Linked DNA regions of Mus musculus: regions 1 and 2 are each linked to region 3. Evidence: chromatin contacts called from public HiChIP or PLAC-seq and promoter capture Hi-C data. All regions are on one chromosome and are shown on one strand. The core of a region is the stretch at or near the end of the contact, and the rest is flanking DNA. Distances in the headings are between cores, read along the strand shown. Region 1 has its middle 23 kb from the start of Slc5a6. Region 2 has its middle 31 kb from the start of Tcf23. Region 3 holds the start of Ost4 (oligosaccharyltransferase complex subunit 4 (non-catalytic)).

Region 1 (3,364 bases), core at 644-3,143, 120 kb before region 3:
GGGATATTCAAGTGTGGAGGGGGACTTGCCTTGCCTAACTGGCCAACCAGAATGTCAGTCACCTGCATGTATTGTCATATTGTCTCTTTCTGCCAAGTAGGATGTCAGTTCCCAGGTAGGTCTTGGGAACTTAAACTTTACTAGGCCCCTACTTGTAGGCATAAATTTTTTGCAACCTACTTTTTTTTCTTTTACAGATTTATTTATTTATTATATGTAAGTACACTGTAGCTGTCCTCAGATACTCCAGAAGAGGACATCAGATTTCATTACGTATGGTTTGTGAGCCACCATGTGGTTGCTGGGATTTGAACTCGGGACCTTCGGGAGAGTAGTCGGCGCTCTTAACCACTGAGCCATCTCGCCAGCCCACAACCTACTTTTTGTTTGTTTGTTTGGTTGTTTGGTTGGTTTTTTTGTTGTTGTTGTTGTTGTTTTGTTTTTTTTGAGACAGGGTTTCTCTGTATAGCCCTGGCTGTCCTGAAACTCACTCTGTAGACCAGATTGGCCTCGAACTCAGAAATCCACCTGCCTCTGCCTCCCACGTGCTGGGATTAAAGGCATGTGCCACCACTGACTGCCTGGCTGCAACCGACTTTTAATAAGGGTTCAACCTCTCCTCTAGCCCAGCACCCAGCATAGGTAGTGGAAGAGAATATTTATTAGGCTATGGGCGGTATGTTCAGCAATAGTTTTTTGGCTGTGAGTTCGATCATTCTCAGCAGTTCAGTCCCATGGCAAACACCAAATACGACTCAGAAGCTGCAGACCCTTTCTCTAGGCAGGCAGAAACCACAGAAACAGGGGGGTCTCAGTCCAGGCTTCTTGGCAGGCAGACACCAGGCACGAACCAGCAGCCGTAGTTCAATCCTGAAGAAACCACAATGCTCACCAACTAGCCTGAGGCTCCAGAAGTGGCAAGAAACCGCAGAAACCTCAGGAGCGTTTTTTTTTTTTTTTCTTTTTTCTTTTTGTTTTTTCGAGACAGGGTTTCTCTGTATAGCTCTGGCTATCCTGGAACTCACTTTGTAGACCAGGCTGGCCTCGAACTCAGAAATCCGCCTGCCTCTGCCTCCCGAGTGCTGGGATTAAAGGCGTGCGTCACCACGCCTGGCTCAGGAGCGGTTCTTGTGCAAGTTTCTCTTAATGTGGGCATTACCACAAGTTGGGCTCAACAGTGCCATGTAAGGTGAGCCAATACATGTGCGTGGTTATCAAAGAATAGGTAGGTGGAGGAAAACAAACTAATACTCAGTGCTCATATCCCGCTTTCTGTGGGTCATACTTCTACTTTTTTATCATGGGTTCTTTTGCATGTATGCTATAGCAAATCACCCTTTCCCATGTCTACTGCAGCAAAAAATCCTTTCACCTGTGTGCCCCAGCAAAACATCATTTGACATAACTAAATTTTCAAAGAAACTAGAAGTTTCTATTTCACCAACTCAAAACAGAAGTCTTATTCCAAATGGCTTCTTATATTGGTTCATGTGTCTCTCATATGTTGGAGTCCATCCTAGGGCAACTTTTCACCCAGAGATTCAGGAAATGTTGCCAGGCAGTTGGTTGGGATCCATCCAAGCTTACTGTGGCTAACTATACAAAGCAGTTCTAACTGACCTCTTCAGTGATTGGTTTCCAAGAATACCAAAGCACAGAATGTAACAGAATATGAAATCAACTCAGGTATGAGAAAGTTTCCTAGTAATAAGAGTTAAGCATAGGAGACAGTTTCCTTGTAGTATTAATAATATTTCAAAATGACTGGATAGACAGGCCATCAGTTTCCCAGGCCTTAACAACTTATCTTCATTTACTCTTAGCAAAGGCCAATCTCAGAAGAAAAAAAAAAGGAGGGGCAGTGTTTCAACCTTCCTCCCCAAATCTTCTCCCACTTTGTGTGTAACAGGGCATCAGACCTTAGTAGACTCCCAGGCACAACTGACTCCATGACAGAGGTACTATTCAGGCTGTAAAACTCAACACATGGACAGCATCTCCAGCCAAAACTAAAAGGCCTAATCTATCAAAGTCCTTATATTGTTGGGAAAATCTCATATGTGCTAACCTTGCTTTTAGGCTTCTGTAGTTCTGCTTCTGGCTAACTGTTCTTGTTAACTGAAGTGTGTCACTCAGAACATGGTTTTTTGTGCTTAAAAGCTCCCCCTGAGAAAGGCTCATTGCTACACTGGGATCCTGAACACTCAGTGTAGCTGCTTGCTGGCTAATAACTCTTATTGCTGGCTTACACCCATGTCTGAGCAGTCTTCTCTGGAGAGTAAGAACTCCATAGTTCTGGAGGTCCCGGGGAGATCCTAGAGACCAGACCTTGAGACACTGGAGGTCTTAGAGCCCCTTGGAGTGAGGAAGAGTGTGGTGGTCAGACGACTCCTAGGGGTGTGTAACCTCAGATGTTCCAGGTCCCCAGAGCTCCCTTTGCTCATTCCCTGCCTAACACTTCAGAGGGGTCTGACACTTCCACTCCCAAAAGAAACATATTAAATCGCCCGGTCTGTCAACTCCAGAGGAAGTCTGGTTAAGATGTCTTCTGTTTGGCACATAGGAGTGATCCTTATAAGGCTACTGATCCAGTGTCTGGGATCCGTGTGAGAGTCGCTGGATCCTTCTGTCTGTTCGGGTGTGTGAATGTGTAGTGGCCATTCGTGATTGTCTCTCTGTGTGTTTGTGTCTCTGTGTGTCTTTCTATTTCTGTCAGTTCTGTTTCTCTGCATTGACCAGTGGCTTCCTCTGATGTGAGACAACCCCCCCACCCCCCCACCCCCCCACCCCCCCACCCCCCCACCCCCGTCTTAGCCCTGTTAGGAACCAGAATTCTTTTGTCTCTGCCAGGCCACCCAGAGAAACTCAATACCCCTGCACCTGTCCCACCCGCCCTGGGAAGGGGAGTGCTTGCTCTCTGCTCACAGTCAGGGTTGGTCTGGAGGTGGGGAGGGCAAGGCCTCTCATGAGGGCCCCCTGCCATCTAAGCAGAAAACACTGAGAGAGGGAGATTGCTCCCCTAGGCGAGCATTCCTCCACTCCACGCCTGCTCCAAGTAGCCCCAGGGAAGGGGAAAATTCCCCTTGGCTAAGAGGGAAGGGAAAGAGAAGTCCCACCCTTCCTCTTTTACAATTTATGTTGCCTTTTTAACCAATGATCTGTAAAACCACCATTCTCTGAAAAAAAAAATTAAGCAAAAAAAAAAAAAAAAAAAACCCAACAACAACAACAAAAAGCCCCCCCCCCCCCCCCGCAGGGCAAGGGGAATCACTGCCAGACAATCAATACAGCCTGGAAGAAATGGATTTTCCCTCTGTCCAACACTGTTTGAGCAAGGGCTTTAAACAGTTCTCACTAAATCCTT
Region 2 (3,683 bases), core at 364-2,863, 93 kb before region 3:
ATTGTTTACATTGAGATAGGGTCTTGAAAATTCTACCAGGCTGGTCTCCTCTCTCAATTTCTTTCTTTTGAAAAATTTAAAGGTTTTAATTTTATTTGTCTTTTATGTATATGGGTATTTTGCCCGCACGTATGTCTGTGTACTGTGTGTGCAGTACCTGTGGAGGTCAGAAGAGGGCGATGGTTTCCCTGGGGTTGTAATTATAGTCAGTTGTGAGCCACCAGCCTTGCTCAGTTGTTTGAATAGCTGGGTTACAGCCTTCTCCATCAGGCCCAGCTAAAGTACACTTCATACATCCTCGGCATACTTCACCACACAGTACTGTGAATCTACTAACAACATGATGATACACATACAGATCTCATTTCAATACTTTATTAAGAAAAAAAGCTGGCGGGGCTGGTGAGATGGCTCAGCGGTTAAGAGCACTGACTGCTCTTCCAGAGGTCCTGAGTTCAAATCCCAGCAACCACATGGTGGTTCACAACCACCCATAGTGAGATCTGAAGACAGCTACAGTATACTTATGTATAATAAATAAAATCTTTAAAAAAAAAAAAGAAAAAAGAAAAAAAGCTGACTCTGCATGTTGAGACTTGTAATCCTATCTAGTTGGAAGGCTGAGCTGGGAGGATAACAAATTCAAAGTCTGTCTGGGCTTCAGAGTGAGTTCAGTGCCAGCCTGGGCAAATGAACTAGACTGTATCTCAAAAATAAAAACAGCTGTGTCACGTGTCACGTGTCACATGTCTGTAGGTCTATCATCACAGTGGTGGAGGCAAGAGGAACAGAAGTCAGGGTCACTCTTGGCTACATAAGGAGGTTAAGGCCAGCCTGGGCTACAGCATATTTGTAATCCCAGTATTTCAGAAGCTGAGGCAGGAGGATTGTTAAAAGTTAGAGGTCAGGCTGATCTACATAGTAGGTACCAGGTCAGCCAGACTGCCTCAAAACATGAAAACAGAGATGGGGGTGTAGTTCAGATGCTACAGTGGTTGCAATGAATTTAATCCCCAGAACAACAGTCAAACAAACAAAAAGTATGAATTAAAATGTAAAAGTGCTGAGGCTGTAACTCGATGATCTAAAAGTTTCTTCCCTGCTGGCTGGCTTTCATAGTGTGAGAAGGCACTGTGCATGCAGGCTATGGAGGGAGAAAAGTCACTGATATTACCACACGGTGAGTGCTGGGTGCTAAAGCCTGACTCCCCAGGCAGGTTGTGCCCCTGACAGTGACAGGACTGCTACAGTGGCCATCAACTGCTTTCTGCTTGGAGTGAGGCCTCCTTCATGGGAGAGATTCACAGTTGGTTCTGTAAACCTAGAGAAAGCCTGTAGCTCAGGTGGTCGCAGGCCCTAGAGGGAAGCTACCCGTGTTGTTTTGTTAAATGGAGATGCAGCCAAACAGCCTTCTAAATATCATTCCACCCACAGCACAGAGCTGCTCTCAGCCTTGGCCCAAGGAGCTTCTTTTCAAAGCCAGTGTTGAGTGCTTAGCCCTAATGGAACCTCTGAACCCCCTAGGAAAATAATGCCTGCCCTCTAACGTAGCAGTCAGTCACAGCTACTCTACTCTTAAAAATTCCTGAACAGTGACACACTCCCAACCACAGTAAACAACATTCCAGGACTCAAATAACTCATTTTCCTAGATTCCTGCCATGGCCCCATGCAAACCCCTTACTCACCGCTCGCCATTCTTTGACCGATCTAGGTCAAAAAGGAATTTTACTTACACGGTTCTGTGTGTGCCTAAGTGAGCTCCCTGGAACTGGCATTCTAGGTCGATGTGAGCTACCTGGTGTCGGGGCTGGAAACGGTGCCCAGGTCCTCTGGAAGATCAGGAAGCTGTCCTATCCACCATAAGTGACCCTGATTCTTACAGAGACCCTCAGCTTCCACCAACCCAGAAGCTAAGATCTCACCATATAGCATCTTGGGCTATAGAAAGCTTCCCCAATCTCTCTGTGCCTGCCTCTCTGATGTACCCACAAATGTGTTTTAAACTTGCCTTGATTTGGGACTTTCTTTATTCTGTAAAACTATGAAACTGTTTCCACATCAGAACACAGAATTTGTGGTAACCTAAATGTGTGTTACTGAACTGTGGTCACTCGAAATAGCTCCAGAATACACGGTTGTGTTCATTTAAGATTTTTTGAGTTATGTTTTTTGTGTAGCAAGTGTGTACCAACACATATAGCTTCTTCAGGGAAAATTCTCAATTTTTTTATTTTCAGAATTTTTCTTTGTTCTAGCTTTTTTTTTGGGGGGGAGGTGGTTTGAGACACAGTTTCTCTATATAGCTCAGGCTGGCCTTGAACTCAGAAATCCACCTGCCTCTGCCTCCCAAGTGCTGGGATTAAAGGCGTGCGCCACCACGCCCAGCTCTAGCTTTTTTTTTTTTTTTTTTTTTTTTTTTTTTTTTTTTTTGAGACAGAGTCTCACTATGTAGCCCTGGTTGACCTGAAACTCACGACTTCAGCCAGACTGGTCTTGAATCCACAGTGATCTGCCTGCCTCTGCCTATTGAATGAAAAATGAGATTAAAGCCAAGTGTCACTTGAACACAATGGGGGGACGGAGGTGCAAGAGGATTTAATCCTAGGACTCAGGAGTCAAGGCAAGCAGATCTCTGAGAGTTTAAGGCGAGCCAGGGTTACATAGTGAGATCTGGTTCAAAAAAACTAAAACAACAGAGAATGTATGCATTACCACACTTGGTAAAAAAAAATTTGGTGAAGGTTGAGGAACTGTTATTGAAAAAACTATTTTTTAAAGATTTTATTATGTTATTTATACAAACATACATACACTGTCTTCAGACACACTGCTAAGCCATCTCTCTACCCCTCCCCAAAATATTTTTAGCCATGTGGTGGTGGTACATGCCTTTAATCCTAGTGCTCAGAGGCAGAGACAGGTGGAAATCTGTGATTTCCAGGCCAGTCTGGTCTACACAGCTAGTTCCAGGACAGCCAGGGCTACACAGTGAGACCCTGTCTCAATTGCATGGTCCTGAATAATGATCGAACAGAAATCATCCCTCCCCCAACACACACAAATATACACAAGAAAGAACTAGAAACTGCTTTTCCTGGGTGACCCAGAACCAAGCACAAGTGACTTTCCATCTCATCTCCCTGTGAACTTTGCTCTTGAGTTTCTCACAGTCCCTAAGAGCCCTTGCTCTGTCTGGATTGTTCGCAAGGGTCTCCAATATAAAAATATGGACGGGACTAGCCTTTGACCTCCTTTGTGCTGTAGCTGAGAACCTCCAAGAGACAAGCAGGTTCAGATGCAAAACATGTGTTTAACTTGAATTATTGTTATAAGATTTATTTTAATTTACCCGTATTTGTCTGTGTGAGTGTGTGCAGGTACCAACATAGGCCAGAAGAGGGAGCTGTACCCCCGGGGTTGGAGTTACAGGTGGTTGTCACCATGTGACAGCTGAACTCCTGTCCTCTGAAGTAGAAGCAGGAGACTGGAGCTTGCTTGTTCTGGTGTTCTGGGCTCTCCCACTGTTTTCTCTGAAGACCTCCCCCTTTGCTATAGCTGCTCTGAGACCGCCATTGCTGGTCCTTACTCAAAAGGCCTCGCTTTCTCTCTTCTCCAGCTCACTCCTCCCAGCAGCTGCTGTAACCTCTAGCCCAGAGTGCTGGGGATGGAACTCAGGTTCT
Region 3 (3,608 bases), core at 690-3,189:
CTTCCCACCACCTTCCCCAAGTCCTGGCAGCATGAGGTTCTTCCGGTCTCTCTTCCCACATACTTTTCCATCCAGGATTTTTATCAAGCGTTGCCATTTCTTAGCTGAGTCTAGTTTGGTCCTGAGACTAGTTTTTATTTCAGTGCTTTCAGGCGCTAGGCCAGATGACCCACGGAAAGCTGATAAAGACTCATTGACCTAGGCACAGGAAGGGAAAGGGAGGCAAAGGTCATTTCTGGGTAGTTCTAAAATAAATCTTTTCCCGTTTGTCCCCGACCTTTGGACAACCTCCTGAGTCGAACTACTGTGTTTGTGGGGGAGGGGGGACGTCAGAAGAACTGTCTTTAGCCAGCTGCAGGGCCTCAGTTAGATTACCTTCTGGACCTATTTCCTTCTTTACCAATAAGGAAATAAAATAACAGTAACAAGTCGTGGAAGCGCCTCTCAGTTGTGCTGTCTAGGATGCTATGCACCCTGCTCTGGCTCTTTGAAGGCTGAAGCTGGCTTCTCGGGCCACGGGCAGCCTAGAGGTACTGCTTCTTTTAAAACCATAGACTAATTCTGATTCAATTGCATACCTAAGTGGTTGGACTTGGATCTGCTCCAATTTTCCAGGAGACACGAAGCATAATAATGTGTAATCCTAAAATCTAGACATCACTCTCTCAGGACAGAGCTGAGGACACACAAACTCATAGAGGAATGCCTGGGGAGAGCACGTCTGAGGCTTTAACCATGTTGTGTGGAGGGCACGTAGGCCCGGGATTTCTAAATATGAAACTTCTGGGAAACAGTAGGTGGTGGCTGGACATGGTGGGAGGAGGTAGGCAGCTGTAAACTAACTACTGAAGGCAAGTATTGAGCTTATGAGCAAACTGGACACAAACCACTGATAGTCTGAGACCAGAGAAACCAACATTGGAATAGTGCAAGCCAGCTCACTGTGCACACAGGAGGCAATCTGGTCCCCTGTCCCAGCTGCTCCAGCCCTATAGCAGCTCCTGTAGAGTTTTCTTTGGCTCAGAGAAGCAGAGGCCTCCCCTGAGCCCAGGCCCCCCCTTTACCGCAGGGCAACTGGCTTCCATTACCCCTGACAGCTCCAGAGCAACAGTCCAGCCCCTGGCCCTGTCTGGCTCTACATCGTTCCCTTTTATGGCGAAGCTAAGGAGAAAGCAAAAAGGGGGAAACCTACTTCTCGCTGGATAGAGGGCTGAAGAGATTCAGGGTGCTGCTCCCCTCACCAATGACCCTCGGATGTCTGAATGTCTATTGCAGCCAACTCTCTTCCTCACCACAAACCTACGACCCCTCTTGGCTTGTCCCAGCCCTTCCTTTCCTACCCCCTCATTCACACCCGTGGGGTGATTTCCCACTTGGCCGAGGCCCCACGTTTGGTTTTTGATTATCAGAGAGTCCACCCTAATTCTGACGCCCACCCCACACTGGCCTGAAACTGGCACTGATCAAATAAGTTGTCATGGTCCGCCTCTTTGGTAGGATTGTGGTTTCAGAAAGACTACCACCCGTGAGGGCACTAGCCTCCTCAATCCTGTCCCTATTCTGCATCACCTTCCATTCCATCCCCACGCCAGCGAGCCTGGGAGGGGACCGGGAGGGCAGGACCCTAAGGAAGCACCTGGCTGGGTCGAGCAGGGAAGCGAAGGGTGGGCAGGAAAGTGGGTCGGAGCCTAGAGGTCAGGCCCAGCCTCCCGCCTGCTGCACCCTCGCCTAAACCCACTCCTGGGCTCCAGGGAGGCTGTCACCACAGCGTCTGAAGCTAACCGCGGATTCCGCCGCGCCAGCTGCAGCCAGCTGCGACCCGGGCGGGATTCCCGCCCCTGCCGAGCGGACCACGCCCCGTTCCGCCCTCGCCGCAGGACGGCCATTCTAGGCTCCGCCTAAGACCGGCTCTTTTGCGCGCGCCGCCGGAGCAGACGAGACGGCAGGGTAGAGAAGCCGGAAGTGCCGCGTTGTTCCCCAGCTAGCACTACGAAGTTCCGGCTCAGGTCGCCTACCTCGAGTTTGTGCGTCTGTAGTGTCGGAGTCGGCTGAAGCTGGTCAGGTGAGGGGCTCGCAGGCGCCGTTTCATAGGCGAGCCCGGCGGAGGCTGGATCGTGGTGGCGAGGATCTGGCTTAGTGAGAGAGCAAGGAGTGCGTGAATCGAGGCTCAGTCCTTCCCCTTGTCCACAGGATGATCACGGACGTGCAGCTCGCCATCTTCGCCAACATGCTGGGCGTGTCGCTTTTCTTGCTTGTGGTCCTCTATCACTACGTGGCAGTAAACAACCCCAAGAAGCAGGAATGAAAGTGGCGCTTTCTCCGCCCCAGGTAACGGTCGGGGCAGTAGCGCTCAGACTCTGGACAGCTGAGTGGTGAGGCCGATCCAGGGCCTACACTCTTAGGGAACTTCAAGTCAGAAAGTGTCGAGCCAAGCCTGATAGCCCAGAACCGAGCTCCTTCGTTCGCATTGTGTACAGTGCCTTGATGTATTCTGCTTCAGTCCCCCTAAACGGCTTACTCTTTGAATGAAGATGGGTTTTCGGAGCCATCCTCATTCCCCATTTTGAGGTTTCCAGGAGATAGAGGCCAAAGTTATAGGGTATGGTTACACGGAGGCGCTGACCAGTACAAATAAAGGCAGTAACTGCCAATATAGGGGGATCAAGCCCTTAACAGTCCCACTTTCCCACGGAACCTGAGGCGTTAAGTAATTTGGGGGAGGGGCGTGGTAGTGAAAGATGGAGACTTATTTCCATGTTCTGAAGCCAAAGACGTTTTATGGGTTGACTACAAATAGAAAGCATGGAGAAAAAAGGGAGGGAGCATAGTCTGGAAACCAAGTGTGCTTAAATAATATAAAGGGAATGGGTTAGATGGGGGCTGGCTCCTTAAGGACCTCCCCAGCCCTGCAAGGAAGCTGCAGCATTTTCCTTACTTCGGGTCTTTCCCCTTTTTTCTAGGGTTCCAGGACATAGTCTGAGGCAAGATGGAGGGTGTGAGGGCCTTCACACTTCACTTCATCTCTCCTACCCATCACAGCATACAAAGCAACTACACCTGGATTTTTCCAAACAACTTTTATTTCCTCAAAGTCTTCCTTAACCCTATGGAGCAAGAAGCTGCCACTGAATAGGGCCCAGTATAGGGGCTGCTTTCTTTTCTACTCCCTCCCCCCAATACAAAAATATAGATATATATATATAGATATATATTTTTTTGTGGTCCCAAAATCTTGTGCTGTGGGGGAGTGGGAGGGAGCAGGTCCCTGTTTTGTTCTGTCTTAAGGTGATGTTCTGCAAGGCCTTGGACAGTGTGGCCGACATTCCAAGGAGCTATGGTTGTCACATGGTACCAGCAGCTGGAAGACGGGACTAACGTATCATTTCACTGTGTTCCCTCACCTTAGGGCTACATCCTGGACATGGAGGTAAAGGCATTATCAGACCCTGGGAGAAATAGTGAGTGGTGGTGATTTAGGGACAAAACAAACCTCACATTGGTTCAAGAGCCCCCTGCTGTAACAAATCCGGGATGGGGAGTCAGATAGAGTACAGGAAATAGGAGAAAAGGCGGGGGCAGAGCGAGGCCGTGGGGGGCCGGCCTGAGGC

What was found. Promoter capture Hi-C pulls out the DNA fragments that hold promoters and counts their contacts. HiChIP or PLAC-seq counts read pairs in DNA pulled down with a chosen protein or histone mark.
Region 1: a contact with region 3 is called in a promoter capture Hi-C map of 3T3-L1-derived adipocytes, with 3 times the contacts expected there. The contact joins the enhancer-like site here to the promoter of Ost4 in region 3. A contact is called at or near these places in 2 of 39 promoter capture datasets (3T3-L1-derived adipocytes and cranial neural crest), 1 of 15 datasets of contacts at CTCF or cohesin (CD8 T cells), 4 of 115 datasets of contacts at active chromatin or transcription factors (the SCID.adh cell line, bone marrow-derived macrophages and embryonic stem cells) and 3 of 9 other capture datasets (adipose tissue, liver and pancreatic islet).
Region 2: an HNF4G HiChIP or PLAC-seq map of pancreatic cancer cells shows a contact between it and region 3. The contact joins the enhancer-like site here to the promoter of Ost4 in region 3. A contact is called at or near these places in 5 of 39 promoter capture datasets (cranial neural crest, embryonic stem cells, frontonasal cranial neural crest and 2 more), 2 of 15 datasets of contacts at CTCF or cohesin (CD8 T cells and the NIH/3T3 cell line), 2 of 484 Hi-C or Micro-C datasets (CD8 T cells and bone marrow-derived macrophages), 17 of 115 datasets of contacts at active chromatin or transcription factors (the 230-238 cell line, the HPC-7 cell line, the SCID.adh cell line and 10 more) and 3 of 9 other capture datasets (adipose tissue, liver and pancreatic islet).

What each region holds. Positions count from the first base shown.
Region 1 is chr5:31,023,035-31,026,398 of GRCm38.p6, reverse strand. No RefSeq gene overlaps it. Among named protein-coding and RNA genes, the nearest start is that of Slc5a6, 23 kb to the left of the region's middle. Within about 2 kb of position 1,893, at least 16 of the 459 cell types and tissues checked have an H3K27ac peak or open chromatin away from gene starts, as enhancers often do. A contact at or near this core is called in 3T3-L1-derived adipocytes and adipose tissue, where this site is marked.
Region 2 is chr5:30,998,256-31,001,938 of GRCm38.p6, reverse strand. No RefSeq gene overlaps it. Among named protein-coding and RNA genes, the nearest start is that of Tcf23, 31 kb to the right of the region's middle. Within about 2 kb of position 1,613, at least 59 of the 459 cell types and tissues checked have an H3K27ac peak or open chromatin away from gene starts, as enhancers often do. A contact at or near this core is called in the NIH/3T3 cell line and pancreatic cancer cells, where this site is marked.
Region 3 is chr5:30,906,119-30,909,726 of GRCm38.p6, reverse strand. It overlaps Ost4 (oligosaccharyltransferase complex subunit 4 (non-catalytic)), which reads left to right and starts at 1,939. Exons shown (of 3, transcript NM_024460.4): 1 at 1,939-2,062; 2 at 2,191-2,328; 3 at 2,961-3,211. The coding sequence starts at 2,192. The coding sequence ends at 2,305. It overlaps Agbl5 (ATP/GTP binding protein-like 5), which reads right to left. Exons shown (of 16, transcript NM_001374737.1): 16 at 3,063-3,608.